Linked DNA regions of Sus scrofa: all the other regions are linked to region 1. A link is a contact called in public Hi-C and targeted proximity ligation data. All regions are on one chromosome and are shown on one strand. The core of a region is the stretch at or near the end of the contact, and the rest is flanking DNA. Distances in the headings are between cores, read along the strand shown.

Evidence for each region. A called contact is a pair of places that touch in the nucleus more often than the background predicts.
Region 2: a contact with region 1 is called in a targeted proximity ligation map of alveolar macrophages. A contact is called at or near these places in 2 of 47 Hi-C or Micro-C datasets (embryonic fibroblasts and liver) and 1 of 2 datasets of targeted methods (alveolar macrophages).
Region 3: a Hi-C map of liver shows a contact between it and region 1, with 3 times the contacts expected there. A contact is called at or near these places in 1 of 5 promoter capture datasets (liver), 7 of 47 Hi-C or Micro-C datasets (embryonic fibroblasts, epiblast stem cells, heart right ventricle and 2 more) and 2 of 2 datasets of targeted methods (alveolar macrophages and skeletal muscle).
Region 4: a targeted proximity ligation map of alveolar macrophages shows a contact between it and region 1. A contact is called at or near these places in 2 of 47 Hi-C or Micro-C datasets (heart right ventricle and liver) and 1 of 2 datasets of targeted methods (alveolar macrophages).

Annotation. Positions count from the first base shown.
Region 1 is chr4:89,392,456-89,398,085 of Sscrofa11.1, reverse strand. USF1 (upstream transcription factor 1) reads right to left here and starts at 2,891. Exons shown (of 11, transcript NM_001190245.1): 1 at 2,801-2,891; 2 at 690-782; 3 at 277-326; 4 at 4-119. The coding sequence starts at 697. It overlaps ARHGAP30 (rho GTPase-activating protein 30), which reads right to left. Exons shown (of 11, transcript XM_021089545.1): 11 at 3,896-5,630. The coding sequence ends at 4,657.
Region 2 is chr4:89,293,813-89,299,096 of Sscrofa11.1, reverse strand. It overlaps USP21 (ubiquitin carboxyl-terminal hydrolase 21), which reads left to right and starts at 3,865. Exons shown (of 13, transcript XM_001927782.6): 1 at 3,865-4,095; 2 at 4,915-5,284. The coding sequence starts at 4,936. UFC1 (ubiquitin-fold modifier-conjugating enzyme 1) reads left to right here. Exons shown (of 7, transcript XM_003125655.4): 3 at 1,095-1,162; 4 at 1,407-1,470; 5 at 1,756-1,832; 6 at 2,081-2,171; 7 at 2,378-2,813. The coding sequence ends at 2,458.
Region 3 is chr4:89,310,043-89,315,006 of Sscrofa11.1, reverse strand. It overlaps UFC1 (ubiquitin-fold modifier-conjugating enzyme 1), which reads left to right and starts at 3,676. Exons shown (of 7, transcript XM_003125655.4): 1 at 3,676-3,805. DEDD (death effector domain-containing protein) reads right to left here and starts at 3,699. Exons shown (of 6, transcript XM_003355092.4): 1 at 3,577-3,699; 2 at 1,796-1,828.
Region 4 is chr4:89,274,141-89,279,517 of Sscrofa11.1, reverse strand. It overlaps B4GALT3 (beta-1,4-galactosyltransferase 3), which reads right to left and starts at 1,262. Exons shown (of 8, transcript XM_001927348.4): 1 at 1,000-1,262; 2 at 28-252. PPOX (protoporphyrinogen oxidase) reads left to right here. Exons shown (of 13, transcript XR_002343378.1): 13 at 1,261-1,534.

The sequences.
Region 1 (5,630 bases), core at 1,642-4,141:
TACCTGGCCCCCATTTTCAGTTCGGAAGACGTACTTGACGTTGGGGTCAGGGAAAGTGGCAGCTGACTGGATGCTGGCAATTGCCACACTGGTTGGGTCCTCCCCAGTTGCCACCGCACCTGAATTAAAAGGAAAAGTCTGTGAGTTACTGCCTTTTCCTCTCTGTTCCACCTACGTGTCATTTAGAAGAAGGTTACACAAGTGATGGGCCCATGGGGTGGGGGAGAGGCCCCAGTGGGCTCTTGGTCTTAGCTCAGTTCTGTTTCTCCCACTTACCTTCCTGAATCTGCACTGTCCCCTCTTCCGTTTCAGCTGTTTTCTGCTGCCTGTTTGTGAGGGGACAAAAAAATATGGGAAAAAGTGAATGAAAAGCTCACTGGCCCAATAACATATGGCTCCCAAACTCACTGGCACTCCCAGCAGATGCTCGGTTAGGTCAGAATAACAAGAGCTAGTATTTATTTAGTGCTGAGCTAAGCACTTAACAGGCAATATCTTACTTAGTACTAAGAACAGCACTGTGTGGTAGGTAGCACTGCCTGCATTTTATAAACAGGAAACCAGATCACATAGCTAGGTGATGGAGCTGGGACCTAAATCTAGGTCTGCCTGACTCCAGAATCAGTGCTCTTAGCCATTTTGCATTCTCCCAGGCCTCCCAAACCAGACCCTACCTCTTCTTCACTCACCCCTTCATCTCTCTGTGAGGGGGCACATCCGAGGAACTGGTCCTTCTTTGGAAGTCTTCGTATCTCCTGCCTCACAGGCCTGAGTGCTAAGTCCTGGTAGAAATCAGGAAGTCTAGTGAGTCTAAGAAACTGGAAGTCTCCTCTTTCTAGAACTAGGCTCCATGAAGACACATCCAGGAACATAAACCAATCATCTGCAGGGGACAATCAGCTTTCTCCATTCTGATGCTGAAGACTGTCTACAGTGACTGAAAGAGCAATTATATGAATAGTGTTTCTCGCCCCTCCAATTATCACTCCAACTCCTGATGGAGAAGAGATAATTATACTGAAAGACTAAGAAATAACGTATTTCTGGATGGATTATTATTAAAGCTATCATGATCTGCCATGACATGGAGATTAGAAGGACCATGTTTAGACCACAGCTATCAAAAAACACAAGGTCTTGGATGTTGATGCTTCTTCCCACTTCTCAAGCATATATTGTACATCAAGAAATTCCTGTCCTCAAATCTAAGAAAGGGAAACCTGAACCCACTGGAGAACCTCCAGAACCATAAAAGACCAGATTTGGCCCTTGGGCATCATTCTACTGACAGGGCTCTTGTTTTGGGAGTCCAGATTTACCTCATTCATTAAAGACCCTAAAGCCCAAGTGTATCCTCTTCAAGCCCCTTCTATTTTATTCACTAAGCCTTCCTGTAGAACAACACAGTTGCTAAAATGTTGCCATGACAACTCCAAATCAACCAAGCCTCAGCAAGAAGAGGGAAACTCCAGGTTCAGGGTTTGGAAGAAGAGATAATGGAGGAAGAATCCATCTAAGAGGTGCCTGCCTTACAACCCTGACACTGAAGTTCTCTTGCGGCACAGCGGTAAGGATCCAGCAGCAGTTGTCACTGCAGTGGCCTGGGCTGCTGCTGCGGTGCGGGTTCAACTCCCGTCCTGGGAACTTCCACATGCCCGCCCCCACCCCCTGCTAGGCCAAAAGAAAAAAAAAAAAAAAAAAAAAAAAGACCCTGACACCCAGTGGGGGTAAGTGAGGGTGGCGGCGGCAGGAAAAACAAAGGGCTGAGAAGACAGATGCCTCTAGAAAGAAATAGCAATATAGTACAAAGCAATAAGTAATCCCGACAGGAAAGGGGTAAGATTTTTTTAAGTTCTCTACCTGTAAGGGTCTCCCAAACCTTTATCTTCAGCGGTTAAGTCATGGAAAGCCCATATCCAAAGTGTTCACAAAAAAGAAAAAAAAAGGAACTGAAAATGAAACTGTCCGGAGCAAGTAGCGCTGCAATTAAGATCCGGTCCCTAAGGGGGAAGTAGCACCAGTATTTCGGGACCACCTACCTCTCCATCCTCGAACGTACGGAGGAAGTGCCCCTCTGAAGCTTGCTGCGCTGACAGCAGAAGGAAGCAATGAAACAAGAGGGCAGGGCAGAGGAGGCGTCTCTATGGCCCACAGCTGTCAGCCGGGGCAGCCTCTGAGGACGCCCAGCAACGGGGTCAAGATACTTATTCAAATCTTAGTAGGGCATCCAGAAGCATTTCCTGAGCGTTAGGGGTATGCGACAGGAAAGTGGGATAGGATGTCGTAGCGTGCACGCTCAGGCAAAGGGGGGGGGGGGAGAGCCCTGGCTAAGTCTGGACACAAAGGGAAAATAATCAAGTCCCCAAAGAAGGCTGGCGCCTAGACCTTGCCTGAGAATGCGGCGTCTCCCTGCAGGCCCATCAAGCAGTAGGCGCTTAAGAGCTGAGCGCCGGTCGGGCGCGAGCCCAGGAGCCCGCGCCGTGACCCGTCCAGCCCGGCCCGTCACATCCCGAGACCCCGCTGCTCCGCAGAGGCAGGAATTGAGGCCGGGGGTTCAGCGGATCCCGTGGTCTTGGCCCCGCGGCCCGCGGCTGCCATCGAAGGAGAGCGCGCCCGGGGGCGGGGAGTGAGTTCGGCCCACAAAAGGGGGTAGGAGATAAAGATCAGGCACGGCCCCCTCCCTCCAAACAAAAGCTTCCGCCCCAGGAGTTTCTGGACCTAAAAAACGGAAATAAAATCGAAGCTGCTCTCCCCCGCCTGCCCACCCAGTCTCCAGACTCTCGTCGGGTCCTGCACTCACCAGCCAAGGCCGCCGCAGGCTCCTATTTCCCTGGACCGAGTTCTCCCTCTCTCGACTCGGGTAGCTCCTTGGACAGCTGATCATGCGCACTACCGGCTCACAGCCATGTTGGTGAGGGGCGGAAGTGTCTCCTCCCGTCCGCCCAGCCTACACAGCCTCTGTGCTGCCCCACTTCCGTTCGCTCCATCTTGCCGGGGGCTGAAGGATGCGAGCGTGTTGGAGGTGTTGCTGGGGTGGGGAAGAAGCCACGACCGGGGATCCTTGGAGAATGACACTGAAGTCCTAGTCGCTCTAGCAAGGACGGAAGAAAGACGACTAACTTGGTGCTACTATTTTTCTGCTGGACAGGGCCTTTTTAGCTCCAGGAGAAGGGCGTGAGAGAGGCCAGCTTGGATCAAGCGAGGGACATCGGATGGAGGCGCCATCTTTAACAAGGGCTCTTTGGGAGGCCATCTTGGATCAGTATACCTGTTTGTGGTTGCTTATTAGACATTAGGACATAGCTGGTATAAATAGATCTGGATATACTTATTTGTATTAGGGTTAGAAGGCACCTAAAGACCCTCCAGGGCTTCCAGTTTTTGAGAGGCTCACAGTTTCTGGGAGAGGCATCTTGATTCCCATTCTTTTTCAGTCAAGACCTACCCTCAAGTTGCGGGGGCGGTAATGAGACGAGTTCAGAGCCTGGAGCCAGACAAACTCGGGTCTCAGACCTAACTCTGCCACTTCTTGGCTCTGAAACCTTTGGCAAACCTTTTGACTTAATTTAGTTTCCTCATCTGTGAAATGGATTTACCTGTACCAACCTTTTAGAATTATTAAGTGGATTCAGAAAAATCAGGAGCATAGACTATGTGCACATAGAATACCTAGCCTTTACTGGCACATAATGAGCATTATGCAAATATAAGTTTCTCTTCCGCATTTCCTGACCACCATGAACCCAGCTCTAGTTTCCAGCCGCAGGTCTCTATGGCAACAACTGAGGAAGAGCACCCAAACAATAAAAGCAGAAAAGACAACGAATGGTCAAATATTTGAAAATATGATACCTGTCACTCAAGACTTTAATAAGAGTAATGAAACTCCACACTATTTACGTGTAAAAATACAACTTTTATTATGAGACATTGCCCCTTGGGATTCGTGGCCCCCAGCCTATCCAGACAAGTAGTCCCAGGGTGTAAGTGACATCATTCCCCTTCCCTGAAATAGGAAGTTATTCCGAAGGGAAAAGAAGAGGGCAGAGAGATCTGTACAAGACCTCTCTGTCTTGAGATGCAGGGAGGCAGAAAGTAGGGGAGCTAGGAAGGGAGCCTGTCCCTCCAACAAATACTACAGGGTTCAAAAAGTTTCTTGGACATGTTCCTCCTAAGCTGAGGAGCAGGAGGCGTTTAACAGCCCCAAAGTAGAACAAGGATGGGTAACTCTAGAAGTGTTTGTGTATAATAAGCTCCGATATGGCCCTGACCTCTGCCTTTACCCTGGACTTCCATGAAGAGAAGTTCATTGCCTCAGAGGATGGCAGGAACTTGGCTGGAGTTCCCCCGTCATTCTTCACTTTGAGAAACCTGTAAGTTTTTCTACCTACTCTTTGTTCCCTTTGGCCAATGACCCCACTCTCTGGGAACAGGATCTTGGTGACTCTTTCTGGAATCTCCTAAGGGATAAGTGCTTTGTGTCTGAGACAAGCTCAAGTAAACAGAGATAGTGCCTCTCACAGTCAAAGAGAAACTGGAGGGCCAAAACCTATAGGGTTGGGCACTACAGCTACTCAGGCTGCAGAAGAGACAGCTTCAGAAACCACGGAGTTTCAAGACAACTACTGTCCTCTTTGCCCTGTGGTCTGGTCCTAATCACAGTCCCTTCCCTTTCCCAGAGTTAGCCTGTGTTTCAAATGCATATGATCGGCGCTGGGGAGGCGCAAGGGGGTCAGGGAGCTGAGGTTCTTTAGGGGGCAGACTAAGCCGACTCCGGGATCCAGACCCTTCTGTGCCTTCAGCTGGGAGCTCCAGGCAGCTAAGGGGCCTAGAAGAATGGGCAGGGATCGTGCTATAGGGGGAGGTTTTAGGGATGAGGCTGTAGTCCCCAGCCCCAGTACAGGTCTGGGTCCGCCGAACGCTCTGAACTTCAGTCCTCTGGCGGTCCCGGGCCAGGGCAACAGCAGCATCAAAGGAAAGACTGCCCCCATTCCTCCAAGAGGAGCGGGAAGCTCTGGTACCCCAGGCCCTTTCCCCAGGAGTCCCATCAAGCCGGCCAGGCCTCGGGCATGGGTTTGCTGGTGCCACGTGGATCTTGCCACACATTGCAGTGGGCATTCTGGCAAACTGTGGTTTGGGAGGCACCACAGGCACAGAGCGGACCTGTTGGACCTGAACCAGGGTGGAAGCCAGGCGCATGCCCACACCACCAGCCGCGCCAAGGGGACTCGGCTGCCCCTCAGGCTCCATCTCCTCTGACTGGGGTGGCTGTGGGGCTGCCTGGTCTGTCTCAGTGGACTGGGCACTGCCCTCTCTGGCACTGTCAACCTCCAAAGACTCTATATCTGACCCGTCAGGGAGGGAGCCCTCTTCTAAATGGTCACTTGCAGCCCTCTGGTCTCCCTCAGCTTCTCCATCTCCAGTCTCCTGTTCCTGACTGACCTCCCCTGCTCTTCCTTCAGCTGCTGCTTCTGGGATTCTGCTGTCTTCACCATCTCCTTGATCTTCTCTTGTCTCTTGGTCCTCATTCCCCCTCTGTCCTTTGACCTCATCTTCTCTTTCAGCCTCTTCTTTGTGTACAACCTCCCAGCTCTCCCCAGCAATTTGCTTTTCCTGGGCGCCATGCTCTG
Region 2 (5,284 bases), core at 2,616-5,115, 100 kb after region 1:
TAAAATCAGCAGGACAATATAAAGGATTGGTTTATAGAGTAAAGGAGAGGGAGGGTCAAGGATGATTCCCAGGTTTTTGGCTTGGGTGACTGGCTGCTAATACTGCCACCTGAGATGGATGCAGGAGAAATGAATCTGAAGAACTGGGGGAGATGCCAAGTTTGAGGTACTTGTGAAATGAAAGTAGAAATTTCAATATACAGTTAGATGATGAAGTATGAAGCCCTGAGAAAAGGTCTGGATTAAGGATAAAGATTTAGAAGTCATCAGCATGTGTGCGCTGGTCAAAACCAGGATTATGTGAGGTCCTCCAGGGAATAAAGGTACCATAAAATGACATGTGGGCTGAGGGCAGACACTGTTAGAAGTGAGAAAAGAGGAGTTCCCTTCATGGCACAGCAGAAACAATCTGACTAGGAACCATGAAGTTGAGGGTTCAATCCCTGGCCTCGCTCAGTGGGTTAAGGATCTGGCATTGCTGTGAGCTGTGGTGTAGGTCACAGATGTGGCTCAGATCTGGCATTGCTGTGGCTGTGGCATAGGCCACAGCCAATTAGACACCTAGTCTGGGAACTTCATATGCCATGGCCCTAAATAGCAAAAAAAAAAAAAAAAAAAGAAGAAAAAGAAGAAGTGAGAAGAGTACCTGGGCAATATCATAGAGTGTTTATCATAAATTTGGAGTTCCTGTCGTGGCGCAGCAGAAACAATCCATCTAGAAACCATGAGATTGCAGGTTCAATCCCTGTCCTTGCTCAGTGAGTTAAGGATCTGGCATTGCTGTGACTCTGGTATAGGCCCGCAGCTGCAGCTCCAATTCAACCCCTAGCCTGGGAACTTCCATATGCTGCGGGTGAGGCTCTAAAAAGACCAAAAAAAAAAAAGTGTTTATCATAAATTTAATGGAACCCAAGAATTCTATTCTCTGCTCTGGGAAAGTCCTTTACTAACCAGTATAGCTTTATCTTCAGGTTTATGTCAGAAAAATTGGGTAAACGTCTTGAGAGGAATTAATCACACACTTTTCTTTTGAGGGAAGGGAACCTGCTCTTGGCTCTAACTCCCCCATCAAAGACCTCATTCTCTGCTTTTAGTATGTGGAGAACAACAAGAACGCGGACAATGATTGGTTCCGACTGGAGTCCAACAAGGAAGGGACTCGGTAGGCGGACCCTTTTGGGAGGTGTGGGAGTGGGGATCTCACATAGCTTGAGCATTTTGGTGTCCCAAAGCCCACCACCAGGCCTTTCCTGCCCCTTTCCATTCAATCTCTACTTTCACAACCTCAGAGTTCCCCAAATCTCATCCCACGAGTCTCCCAGTCTGGTCACCTAAGACAGGAAGATGTCATTTGAGTGTTAGAGAAATGGGGAAGTTGGACTGAGGAGGTTTGTTCTTTGTTACAGGTGGTTTGGAAAATGCTGGTATATCCATGACCTCCTCAAATATGAGTTTGACATCGAGTTTGACGTGAGTATGATGGAGTGGGAATAAAGGAGGTTGGTAAAACAGGAGGGATTAAGTGATTGTTAACATGCTAACCTTTCTTGGAGGGACCAAAGAAAACTTTTAAAATAGGAGGGAAAATCTGAGGTTTGAAGCAAGCATAGGTTATAGCAGCTCAACTCCATGTCCAGAATCCTGGTGTATTCCTGCTGCTTGAGGAGTTAGCTCAACCATGAAATATGTATACCTGATTAGAATAGTTCCTTTCTATTCTGATTCTGTTTTACTAAAGCTTTATAATTCTTCCAGATTCCCATAACATACCCCACTACTGCTCCAGAAATTGCAGTCCCTGAACTAGATGGAAAAACAGCAAAGATGTACAGGTAGGACTGAATAGGAGATCAAAAAAGGTCTAAGAAGGCCTTGGGGAAGACACTGGGAGGCAGGATTTTCCCAGGGACTTCTGGCCTAGAGGAGCTCCAGGTCTCTATCTGCCAAGCCTGGGGAAAGCACGTAGCTGACCATGTTCTCAATTCTGATCACCAGTAGTCTTCCTGTGCTTCCAAGAGTCTGCTGTGCTTTATGGTACAACTTGCATGTCAATACCTTCTTCATCTTGTCCCTCTCATAGGGGTGGCAAAATATGCCTAACGGATCACTTTAAGCCTTTGTGGGCCAGGAACGTGCCTAAGTTTGGACTGGCTCATCTCATGGCTCTGGGGGTAAGTGTGAAGTATTTGGTATTTGGTATACAGTGAGGGAAGGGGTTTGGTCCTGAGCGGTATAAAAGTAACTGAGAATAAGCAACAAATAAACAGTGTTTTCCTTTGGGCATGTTCTCATAGAATATCTCTAGGAAGTAGCTTCTGAGGGAATAAGAGGCATTGCTTGTTTGGTAGTTATCTAACAGCTATCTTTTTTATTGCAGCTGGGCCCATGGCTGGCAGTGGAAATCCCTGATCTGATTCAGAAGGGAGTGATACAGCATAAAGAGAAATGCAACCAATGAAGTACCGAGCCACTGAGGCAGTACAGAGGGACCTTTGATAGGTTATATTCCTGTTTTCCTGTGCATCATTCTTTTACTCATGTAACTGCTTCCCCCCATACCCCTTCACCTATAATTGTTATTGAGAAGCTGCAGCAGACACTGCTGAAAAAAAAGTACAGTATTGCTACTGAATTTCTGAATTGGGTTACACAGGAAGAGGAAAAACTAGGGCCTTGAAAAACCAAAGGGCAACTAATATCCCTCTCCCAGGTGGAAAAATTTAAGATCCTGGAGGGATAGGTGGTGACTGAAAGTGGGTACATAGTATTTTTGGTTTGGGGTGGTAATTCATCAATAAAAGCTGCTTCCTTCAGTGGCTTGTGGTTCTCTAACTGGTGGCTGTTAATAGAGGGTCAGCAGGCTAAGGGTCAGCAGGCACATGTACAACCATACTTGTTTCAGAGGGAAGGGAAAATGGAGGATGCTCTGGTCTGAAGCTAGGGAATAAAAGTAAATCCTGACTGCTCTCCCTGCTGCTGAGATCTGCTCTTGTCCTTTAGCAGGAAGCCTACAGGATGGCTGAGGACTGCGTTTGCCAAGGCAGCATTCCCCGACTTCCAGGGATCTTCTCATCCCTGTGTGGATACTTCTCCACTGGTCAGTCGATAGACTTGTATTAGGGCCACATGATGGGGGATAGGATTCTGTACTTTTTTTTTTTTTTTTTTTTTTTTTTTTTTTTGTCTTTTTGCCTTTCCTAGGGCCGCTCCGGCAGCATATGGAGCTTCCCAGGCTCGGGGTCTAATCGGAGCTGTAGCCTCCGGCCTACACCACAGCCATAGCAACTCAGGATCCGAGATGCGTCTGCGACCTACATCACAGCTCACTGCAACGCCAGATCCCTAACCCACTGAGCAAGGCCAGGGATCGAACCCACAACCTCATGGTTCCTAGTCGGATTCGTTTCTGATGCACCACGATGGGAACTCCTGGACTCTAGAGAGCTGCTTTGGAGCAATGGCTTAAAGACAACTTGGGGACTTCCCTCCTGGCTCAGCAGAAACAAATCTTACTAGCATCCATGAGGATGCAAGTTGATCCCTGCCTTCCCTCAGTGGGTTAAGTATCCCGCGTTGCTGTGAGCTGAGGTGTAGGTCGAAGACACGGCTGAGATCTGATGTGGCTGTGGCATAGGCCAGCAGCTACAGCTCTGATTCAGCCCTTAGCCTGGGAACCTCCATATGCCCCAGTGCCGCCCTAAAAAAGCAAAAATAAATAAATAAATACATAAATAAATACATAAATAAATGCAATTTGGGGCTGAGCTGGGAACCCAGGAGTCCTAAAGTTGGCTGTGTTTCCATGGTGTCGGTGGCGGAGCCGAGGGGGCGGGTTCACGCAAGCGCCGAGGAAGGAGGTGGGTGGATTCTGAGTGTGGGTGCGCAAGCGCTCTGAGAGACAGTGAAGCCGGCGGCCGGTGCCCGGGCGGGACCAAGAAAGATGGCGGCGGCCCCTGCGGCGGGAGAGACCTGGGCAACAGCTGCGGCTAAAGCTGCAGCCAGGCCCGCGGGGGTGCTGCACGCGGGTAGTAGGGGGTGGCCCTGAGCTGGGGCCTGGCCCCGGCTGGCCTCCCCCGCCGTCTTACCCGGGGACAGGTACGGTCCGGGACATTATGGCGTGGGGGTTGCCGAGGGAAGACTGCTCCCAGACCTGGGAGATCGCCCTCTACAAAGGCAGAGCAGAGGGCCCTGCAGGCCTGGGAGAACTGGGCTGGCGGGACCAGCATCCGTGGATCTTGGAGAATACGCCGCTGGACCCCGTAGCCAATCAGCAGCCTCGGCCTTTCTGCCCTCGAGGGGGGCGGACCCGGTTGATGCTGGCTGTGGTGGGAGAGGTGCAGAGATTAGAGGTCAGGGAGTTGTTCGTCCTCCCTCCTCGCCGCTACCCCTGAGCCCCAATACCACTTTGGAGCTCAGAGGTGGGGGAGGGAGTGATTGACAAGTCACTCTTTTAGTCTGCTTCGTTTGCAGCCTGGAGGGGCTGGAATCTGAGGATGGAATGCAGTCCTTTGGGCTCTTATACTTGCATCCACACCCCTCTTTGACCAGAGGTCCCAAGTGACCCAGGGCGCATCCCACTTGACTAGCTAGGAATGCGGGACCCTCATGAGTATTTAGATTATGAAGACAGCAGAGATAGGAACTATCTGTTGTTGGCTCTCTCATATTCTGCAGGAAGAGAGTGAGGAATGTGGAAAGAGTCAAAGCCCTGGCTTGCTGTATTCATTCATTCGTTCATTTACTCAGTGCATGTTAAGTATTTACTTTATGCCAAACACTATGCTAGGTATTGGGGATACAATGATTGATATGGTGGACATGGTTCCTGACCTCCATGTATGTAGAAGCTGGTATAGTAGGCTAGGTTCCCTCCTTCCTCCCTTTTCAAATGCTGACCCTCTCTTCTCCTCCCAGGTCCAGCCTGTGGTGTCCACAATGCCCCAGGCTTCTGAGCACCGCCTGGGACGGACCCGAGAGCCACCTCTTAATGTCCAGCCCCGAGTGGGATCCAAGCTACCATTTGCTCCCAGGGCCCGAAGCAAGGAGCGCCGAAACCCAGCCCCTGGGCCGAATCCCATGTTAAGACCTCTGCCTCCCAGGCCAGGTCCCCCTGAGGAACGTCTCAAGAAACTGGAGCTGGGACGGGGACGAACCTCAGGCCCTCGTCCCAGAGGCCCACTTCGGGCAGATCATGGAGTTCCCTTGCCTGGCTCACCACCCCCAACTGTGGCTCTGCCTCTCCCATCCAGGACCAACCTAGCCCGTTCCAAGTCTGTGAGCAGTG
Region 3 (4,964 bases), core at 2,427-4,926, 84 kb after region 1:
ATTTAGCAATATCTCGAGTCGTTTTAGACTGTCATGCCTTGGGGGGGGGAGGGAGGGAAGGGGTGGTAAGGGAGGGTGCCACTGGTGGGCAGTGAGTAAATGCAACCAATGCTGCTAAATATCCTATGATACACAAGACAGCCTCCCACAACAAAGAATTAGCTGGCCCAAAATGTCAATAATGCTAAGGGTAAGAAATCCTAGTCTAGATGGAGCACAATGAAGGGGCAAAAGAAGAAACATTTCATTTTCCACCCTATATCTGGAGAAGTCATGTGGTCCCTCCACCCCAAACCAATCAAACAATATTTCTGAAGAAAAGCCAGACAAAGACTCATTTAACTTAACTAAGTTAAACCATCCCACACTTGGCTTCTCTATCACCTGCTGTTGCCATTTAGGTGAACAGCAGGTGATAGGGCTACATTCCCTTCTGTCCCATCCCAGGAGGTCTGATTTGACCTAGTTCAGTCTAGATTTCTATGAAGATTTGAGAAATGCCATCCTCTGCAAGACAGACAGAAAGGATCCTGCACTTAACCCTTGCGGTCACCTTTAAAGTCCCAAAACCAGACCAATAGCAGACCCTTCCTTGTTAGGCTGCTGATCAGACTTTAACTGCTTATGCAATGAGGCAAAATGTAGAAGTAGTTGTTTCCCAAGGCCATGTTTGTCCTTAGGAGAAATGTCAAGAGGCTGGCATGCAGGCTAATAGGCAGCCCTCCCCACTTAATTATCATCTAGGATGATGAGTTCACTCACTCAGCAATCCAGACAGGGGTTCCAAGAATCTATCCAACTCTGCACTAAAAGAACATGGCCAGCTTCCCCTTAAACCAAATACACTCAGCTTTCTGTTGATTAATCGTTATCTATTAAGTTTCTACTTCAAAGCAAACTCTAGTCATCCCAACCAGGGATAAGGTCTTTATTTTTTGGGAACTTGATTCTCTCAGAAGCCTTTAGAAGTCATGGAAGAAATTAAAAAGAGTGCTGTCTTGAAATGAAAATAACAGCCTAGGAGTTCTCTTGTGGCACAGTGGGTTAAGGATCCAGCACTGTCACTGCAGTGGCTGGGATCACTGTTGTGGCACGGGTTTGATCCCTGGCCCAGGAACTTCTGCATGCTGTGGATGCAGCCCAAAAAAAGGGAGAATAGTCTAGTCTAGTTTCATCCCAACAGAACTAGAGGTATGTGACTCTCTCAGGAGCCCTTAGAGCAGGAAAGTCATGTGGAAGAACTAAAAAAGAGTGATGTCTTAAAACCCGAAATGTAAAGGACATGGAAAACCTTAAAGATGGCCAAGACTACATAAAAAGCTTTCTGGCTAGTAGGACCAAGAAAATGTAACCACATACCTAAAGGTCATAATTATACAGTATTTTTTCAAAATGAAGATTCCAGAACAAGTAGAAAAAAAAAAAAATAAGCCAGAGGAAAAGCCTTCCCATGGCAGATGCCTTAGCAACCCTCCAAGGGCAACATTTAGTAGACATTGTACTAGAGTACAATGTTCCATATGTTTAAAAATGTTTCTCTGAGAGCTGACCAAGACAACTAGATAATAATAAAACAAAGCTGGAGGCTTGCTCCAAAACACATAATTTCTGCTCTCCTTTCCTTACTATAAATCTCCAGTTACCCAAAGGGACAATGACTGCAACAGATCTCATGCACTCGGCTGGGTGGGTGAAAACCCATTTTCCCTGGTATCGACCCCATTTCTAGGCTCAATTCCCAAAATGCCATTTCCATTCCCTTCCATTTTTGAAACAATAAAACTTCCAGACTTACCTCTGCAAGAAACTTAATTTCCCAGGTCTCTTCCTAGCACAAGGTTCAAAGCCAGCAGCAAAACAAAACAAATGGGGGGGGGAGCAAGAGTCAATTTTCAAGCTTTATTTTGAAACTCAAAGGCCCAAAGAGTAAACCTCAGTTGCAAAAACTGAAAGACAAGCCTAAAGCCATTTGATTGAAATGATCCACTTCAAGCTTAATGAGAGAACTCACTCCCAACAAAGTCCCCAGGCTTCCCCAACCTTCTACTACCCAATTCACAAAACAATACCAACTCTGGAGAATTTCCAACCTCAGTGGCTTGGAGCAAGAAAGGTCCCAATTTCAACAACTTGTGGGAAAACAAATTATCCTCTGATACATCGCCTGACTCCTCAATTCCTTATGAGGCCCACCTATTAACACTGACTCTCATCTTTAGGAAGAACAAGGAGGAAAGTGATTACAGCTAAAGGAGGCACTTTGTTTCCATCACTTCCTTTATGAGTCCGGAATTATCCTCCAAATTCTAACTTCACTCTTCCCTTTACCTAGCACACAGTGAAAACAAAATATCCACTGGGATGGCATCCACTCAAACATTTACATTTCTTGAGGGAATATTTTTTATATATGGATACCGACCCTCCCTCCTAGAACTTAAACAGCAAAAGAAGGGTCTGTAAACTATAGCACTCATTTAATTAGCATGGCTGTCTAAATGCAGTCCTGTGTTTTCTGTTCCCTTCTCAGACTTGCAGAACCTCTACTTTAGCATAGAGACCTCCAACATAGTGTGGCTGTTTCCCTATTCTGGCATTGCTTATTAAAACTAGAAAAATCCTTTACTCCTTCCACGCTCAAATGGTACCAGCCTCCCCATTTTCCCTTCTTTTTGTAACCAGGAAAAACAAGGGAGCAGTAAGCTAGGGAGCTTTTGGAAAGCAAATCCAGTTGAACCCTCATCCAACCCCAAATCTCCAAACTCACATGACCATTCCCTTCTGCCCTTCCCACTCTAGTAAAAAGCCAAAGGCCTGGCAATTAGAATTGGCTTCAACTGATGCTGCTTAACTCTGCTCTCTTCTTTCCACAAGGGAAAGGGAAACCCTGAACCTCTATCGCCCGTGCAGCTCCACTATCCCATCTCCCATCCTAGTCCCCTTCCTCCTAAACTTTCCTAGTCTCTCACTTTCTCCATTCCCTCGTCACACCGACACACTCTCCACTGCCCTAACCTCCGTTCTCTCCTCTTCCACCCAAATTCTCCCCTAGGCCCTTCCCCCTCCCACCTCCAATTTAACACTTTCAGAACCTCCCCCCAGACGTCTTAAATCCAATCCTCACCTTTTCCTAGCTCTCCACAACGCCCCTCGCAAGAGTCCAGTCCTTTTTCCAACCACATGCCACAAGCCCCCTTCCCCTTCACACCCTCAGCCTCTCCCTCCCACTCCCACCCCCTCAGCTCGGCGGGATCCCTGCCCTACTCCCCACCTTGGCCTCCCTAATACCCCTAGCCTGGCCCAGTCTCGGCCCTTGTTTACGCCCCTCCCCTGCCCAACTCCTCCGCCTCGACCCTGCCCTCTCCCACAGTTGCCACCTCCCCCGCACGCCCCCCTCGGCCGCTCCCCTCCCCCACCTTGCAGCGTCCCGTCACCTCCCTCTCCTGAGGTTCTCAGGCTGGACGTCGCTACCGCCTCCCCCTCCACTTTCCTTCCCCAAGCCCTTTGCGGCCCCGCCCGGCCCCGCCCCGTCCCGCTCGACTCCCCCTCCCCACCCCGGCCGCCCCGCCGCCTCACTCTCGGCTCAGGCTCGGCGCCGCCATGTTGGATCCATCCGCGCCGCTCTCCCGGGCCTGTCTCACGGCGCCGCATCCGGGCTCCAGCCGCCGCCGCCGCCGCCCGCGGGCGTGGGGGAGGGGAGAGGCGGGCGGGGGTGGCTGCATCCTGAACAGCGCCTCCCGGAACCTGGCCGGTTAGTGACGGCTTCGAGACCATAGCGAGGCATGAGCCGAAGTAGCCATGCTAGGTGAGGGCAGCCTGGCAGCGGCATTAAACGGGGAGTGGACAGCTTCACTTTGGTAGCGGAGAATAGAGATTGGCAGCCATCTTGCTTTGGGGCAACCTGGCAACGCAAGTTTTTCTTCGAGGCAGCTTCGGGGGCCGTAGTAACGCGTGAGAGAGGGTTGCATTCTTGAGTGTGGGAACGTTGGTGGGGCCAGAGCTGGCTGGTGTCGACTTCAAGACCAACTGAAAGACTGCGACTGGCAGCCATGACGCAAAAGGGCGGAATATTACGGGGGTCGGATTGCCCTGCGAACTTGGGGGAAGGTTCCCATGATCTGGATTTGACCTTTGCTCTGAGCTTCCTGGTAACCCGGACGTTCCGTAAACTTGAGTCCGGAACCGAAAGCGCTGCTCAAATGCCTTCTCGGATTTCACTTTTTGAGCCTTTGCCTTCTGAGCACTCAGAAGGAAGTGCTGCCTGAGCTCAGTGCTGACTGTTGAATTGAGGGTGGGGTGCCAGGTACCTTCTGGAGCTGCCAGCAGCCTGACACGGTCAAAAGAGAGGTAATAGACTGTGAGGTTGGGAGGGGCCACTTTATTCGAGGTCTTGTCAATTAGTTTATTTTATCCTATGGGAAATAGATAGATTTCGAAGAATCTTAGCAGAGGTGTGAACAAATATATTTGCGTTTGGGAAAGATCATTGCTTGCAACGGGGAGAATGGATAAGAGGGGATGAAATTGGAGCAAGAATAATTGGAAAGATTTTATCCAACTAAGAGACTATAGTGGTCTGTCCTAGCAAGGGGGCGTGTAGATGGGAAAAAAGTTTATCGGAAATGGGTGCGAAGCTGAGGGAGGAATCCAAGATATTTCCCAGGGTTCTGATTTTAATAACTGGAGAATAATGATGCCATTTGAAATAGAATTTGGGGGGGGTCATGAGTTTTAGGTGCCTGTGGGAAATCCATTGGACAATGGAACACTAGATAATGTGGGTGGGAACCCAAAAGGAACGTGGGGAGTGGGGGGTGCGCCCCAGCATGTGAATATAGAAGGTTGTTGAAGTCATGGAAGTGGATAAGATGGCCTAGAAAGAAGAATAGCTGCATTTAAGAGATGAGATAAGGGAAAGGAGCCGAAAAGACTGAGAAGGAACAAATAGAAGAGAAAGAAGAAAC
Region 4 (5,377 bases), core at 13-2,512, 120 kb after region 1:
ATTTAGAGAGGGGAGAGATAGACTCACCTAGGTTCAAGCGGTCTTCTTCGGGATCATTGGGGCTCCAGGGGGTCCCGGGGGAGCAGAGATGTGAGGCATTATATAAAATTGGAAATATCACAGAGGACAGAGAAAGGCTCCATCCAGCACTCCAACAGCGATCTTGGGACCAGCTGGAACAGAAGTGGTCAAGGATAGCCAGCCACCCGCAGAGCGGCAGAGATCAGGATCTGGGTGAAGCCGGTTTCCCAGCTGGGGAAGCGAGAGAAGGTAGTTGGAGAGAAAAGGGGAGGAGCAGGGGATGCTAGGTTCGCGGCCTCTCCAGCGGTAACCCTATGGTGTGTCAGATTCACTCCTTACTTAACCATCCCCCATCCCAACAGGACCAACCAGTTTGGGGAGTGGGGACAGGGCAGCTATTGGAGACATTACTTTCACTAGGGGGTGAGGCAGTTATAACAGGACTGTGGAATGGTCTCAAGAGAACCCAGGGAGGCGGAGGAAACTCGCTCCTTTCCGTTCTCCACGTTTCTGGGAGCTAGCTCCGCAGGTGCAGGGAGCGTGACCACCTGGGAGCTGCAAGCAAACAACCCCGGAGCGCGGCGGCGAGTAGGATGGGGGTGGCGTCCTCTACCTTCTCCTACATTTACCGGGTCCTAGCGGGGGTGGGGATCAGGATTACGGGTGAAATGAGACAAGGAGAGGGAGGGCTGGGCAGAACCTGTCAGAGGTACCTGGGCTAGATCACCGAGAGGGGCGTGGTCAGTGCTCTACGGAAGGTTACAGTTGCCTTCTCTCGGGGCACCCTCATCCCACCCCAACCTCCCCTTGTGTTTGCGCTACCTTGCAATGTGAGCCCACCGGCCTCGGTCCACACTTGCACCCAGGTTCCCTCCCTGCTCAAGATTGTCTCCAGCCATTATCCAAAACTTCTCACCTTCCCAATCTCCCGAAGCTTTCTCTCGGGCCTCTCACCCCACCATCCCCCAGCCCACCTACCTGGCTTTCTGCTTCCCGTCGTCACTGCCACCCCGACAGCCGGGCAAGAATCGCTGGAGCCATCTTGGAAGCGGGCGCTGCGGGGGCTGGACCTCGCGTCACGGGGCGGGGCCTCGGGTGGAGCCGCCCAGGCGGGCGGATCGCTGGGTCTGTGGACAGCGCGGCCGGAATGAGGCTCGCCAAGGGCTCGACCCCATAGGAACGCGGGCACTTATCCCCACCCGACCGACTCCTAGTGGAGTTCTGTTCTCTACCCCTCAGACTTGTTAAAACATCAGGTCAAACCAGGACCTTCCTCGGGCCGTGACTGACCGACAGGCTGATACATCCGAAGACCTATTCCCCCTTGCTGGACTGAACGCCTTTCCCAGTGTGTCTTCCTCCGCAACGTACTGCCGCTTACTGTCAAAATTGTTTCTCTCTCAGGGTACAATGTTGCAGACTGCTCTGCTCTGGCGCATTTTTGTATCCCCAAGATGTCCCGCAGGCCTTGAAATAGAAGTGGTTAATAAAACAAGGAAATATCGAGTGTGAATGGAAGGGCCTCGTCTGCTTTAATGTAAAAATATTTCCCCATGTATTAGACTAAAATGCACGCTCCACTGATAAGCAATAATGTTTATCTTGTGGTTTCTACTACTCCCTTAGCATACTGTGCTCCTGAGAAGGAGATGTTCACACTGAGGCAACTTGAATATCTCAGTGTCTGCCTCAAAAATCTCGTGGTCTTGTGTGTGGGGGGGGAGTGTAATCAGTATTGTGTGATAAATGTGATAGTCCAGAAGTTGCACCTCATTCACAAGTCGAGGTTTGGGAAAGATTTCCCAGAAGAAGTGATGGCTAATGGGAGACCTGAAGGACTGGTTTATAGCACATCCTTCTGCTTTGTAAGATTTTGTTTCCATGCAGCTGTTTTGTAACTGTGTAGGTACACATGCAAATTCTGTCCTGTCTGATAGAGGTTCATTTGCAGCAGTTATAACATCTGCTAGTTTCCTCATGAGTTAAATAAAATCTTTAACAGGTGTTCGTTTTTACATGTGGATTGAAAAGCTCTCTCCCTGATCAAACTTAGGCTCCTCTGAGCCCTCTTTTCCAACAGACCTCATCCTTAGGCCTATAGCCATTTGTAGCAAGAATCTTACTAAGTCAGTTTAGCAAAAATCTCCTCACCCTTGACTTTGTGATCATCCTGACCTGCCTTTAGCAAGAATTCTAAGTGGGTTTGGTAAGAATCTCCCTACCCTTGATGTATTTTTCCATCCACTGATTCATTCTGCTCCTTGGCTATAAATATCCACTTGCCCTTAATGTATTGGAGTTGAATTCAGTCTCTCTTTGATTGAGATAGTCTTGGCACCTATTGCAAGAGTCCTGAATAAAGTTCTCCTTACCATTTTAACAAGTGTCAGAATAATTTTTTCTTTAACAGGGGAAAGCCATAATTTTACCCTTTTCTGAAAACTTTCTTTTGACAGATGAATAGTGTTCTAGATAGAGGAAACCATAGTGCAAAAGTCTGGAAATGAGAAAGAAATTAGGGAGCTGGGAAAATTAAAAAATGAATCGGTAAGACTAAAGAATGGAGTGAGGGGAATGATGAGCCACGAGACTGAAGAGGTAAATAGGTGCTGGATAATGAAAGACTCCATAAACCATATTAAAAGAGACTGGGTTTTATCCTGAGGGTAAGAGGTTGGCATTAAAGCCCTCTAAACAGAGAGTGCTAGAATGAGAACTTTAGGATGTTTACTCTGGTGGAAACACAGAGCATCATTGGAATGGTCAAGACTGGATGCAGGGATCTGTTTAGGGCGTTACTATAGAAATCCAGGAATAAGGAGTTCCCATCGTGGCTCAGTGGTTAACGAATCCAACAAGGAACCATGAGATTGTGGGTTCGATCCCTGGCCTTGCTCAGTGAGTTAAGGATCCGGCGTTGCCGTGAGCTGTGGTGTAGGTTGCAGTCGCAGCTCGGATCCCAAGTTGCTGTGGCTCTGGCACAGGCTGGCAGCTACAGCTCCGATTGGACCCCTAGCCTGGGAACCTCCATATACTGTGGGAGCGGCCCTAGAAAAAAAAAGACAAAAAGACAAAAAAAAAAAAAAAAAAAAAAAGAGAGAGAGAAAGAAAGAAATCCAGGAGTGAGACGAAACTCATGCAAAATAAGGTAATATCTGTGGGACTAGAGGGAGGAGGACACCTTCGAGAACTTATAGGAGGCAAACGGGACTTGGTGATTGACCAGATGTGCCAAGTCAGGGAGTTAGAAGACTCCAAGATGACTCCCAAAAATCTAATGTGGACCACTGAGTAGATAGTGACAACATTTAATGAGAAGCAAAACTTAGAAGAGGCACATTCGGAGGAAATGGTAGTGATGACAAATTAAACTTTGGACTTAATGAGTTTGAGATGTTGTGGAGACTCAAAAGCAGATAATACTGGGTTTGAGTACAATGGCAGCTTTGAACCCACTGGCTTTGTGATGTTGAGCAGTGCACTCCCTGGGTTTGATCTGTACAGTGAACCCATCTTAAGGGTTTTTGTGATAATTAGTGAAAACTGGGGGAAAAGGGCCAGCAGACAGCAGATATTCAATACATCTGAATTTTGAGCACAAAGTAGGAGCCAAGAAAAGCCTTGATTTATTATTATTATTATTATTATCATTATTAAGGATCTCACTGTGTAGTGGAAAAGACAGACTTATACAGATAATTGAAATGTGGATGGATTTCCTGTCATGGCACAGCAGAGACAAATCCAACTAGGAACCATGAGGCTGCAGATTTGATCCCTGGCCTTGCTCAGTGGGTTAAGGAACCGGCTTTGCGACATCACCACGAGCCGTGGTGTAGGTCGCAGACTGGGCTCAGTTCTGGTGTTGCTGTGGCTCTGGTATAGGCCAGCAGCTGGGAACCTGGGAACCTCCGTATGCTGTGGGTGTGGCCCTAAAAAGCAAAAAAAAAAAAAAAAAAAGAAAAAGAAAAAGAAAGAAAAGAAAAGAAAAGAAAAGAAAAAGAAATGTGGTTCTCCTAGAAGACCCTTCCTCTGAACCTCTGCTCCTCCATGGTGTTCCATTCTTGTAAAACTGACCTTCACCTTCCATCCCTTTGTCTCTGTCTACTATCTTCTGATAACTCCCCTATGTTCATTTGTAAGCTCACGGATTTCAAGAAACTTTATCTCCACTCCTATCACCCTGGCCACACCCTGGGCTTTAGTCATCACCAAGAACTGCTGCATTTCTGAAACCTTAAATTCTAAATGTGCTGGTTTCTACCACAACATCCTGTCTTTCTATATTATGAATAAATCCTGGGGGCCCTGGAGGCCCAGTCATGACACGCAATGTAATAGAAGAAACCCAATCCAGCAATAAAAACTAATTTGAACTAATTTAAATCTCAAGGAAATATGGGAGGCAGCGGGGAGGAGAGAGTAGAGCAGGAGCACATTTTAATGAACAGCTCAATAGCTTTAAAATCTTCTCCCAGTCAACATTTTCCACCAAGATGGTAGTTTCTCCCCAAAACTACCCCTTCCAACTTTACTCAGCTCCTTTCAGTATTATCCATCAGCTTCAAGTCTGTTCACTTTACTTCACTTTACTTTGATTTTGCATAACAGAGAACAGTCCTGGAGCTGCCCTGGCAAGCAGAAATTCTTTCTTCTTCCACCTCTACCCTACTCTCCAGGAGCCCTTACAGCTCACTCCTAGAAGAGGAGGCAGACACTTCCTCCAGTAACAACTCTGTGACCCCGTATTCTATGCCCCTTCTCTATCCTATCATACAGGTCTGGAATTTTCGTCTTACTTGACTGTCTCAGACACCAGATTGTGAACTCTCTGAGGACAGGGACCATGTCTTCCCTTTTATTATCCTCTGAATAGAACCTAGAAATTTCAGTACAAATTCTACAAAATAGCCCATCATACATATCACCTAGAAAGTTCCTTGGTATAGTTATTTTCTCATGCTAAAACAGGAGTGGAAAGTGGACAGAGAAAGGAAGGGGTTTGAGAGGAAAAGAAGCAGCATGTATTATTGAGACTTACTATAAGCCAGACACAAGGCCAAGCATTTACATCATTATATTCTTAAGTTCTGACAACCTCTCCATAAGTAATATACCCATTTTACAGATAAAGAAACTGAGGCTCACAGAGATCAAGTAATTTAATTGCATCTTGGCTTAGTTAGATTCAGTCTGACTCCAAAAATCTGTGTCATTGCATCTTGGCTCTTGCAAAGCTTAGATTCAGTCTGGCTCCAGAAATCTGTGTCCTTTCCAGATGCTGTGAGCGCATGATTTGATTCCAGCTGATAACCAAATGGCTTATTTATTGGACAAATAAACAGGATGAACAATT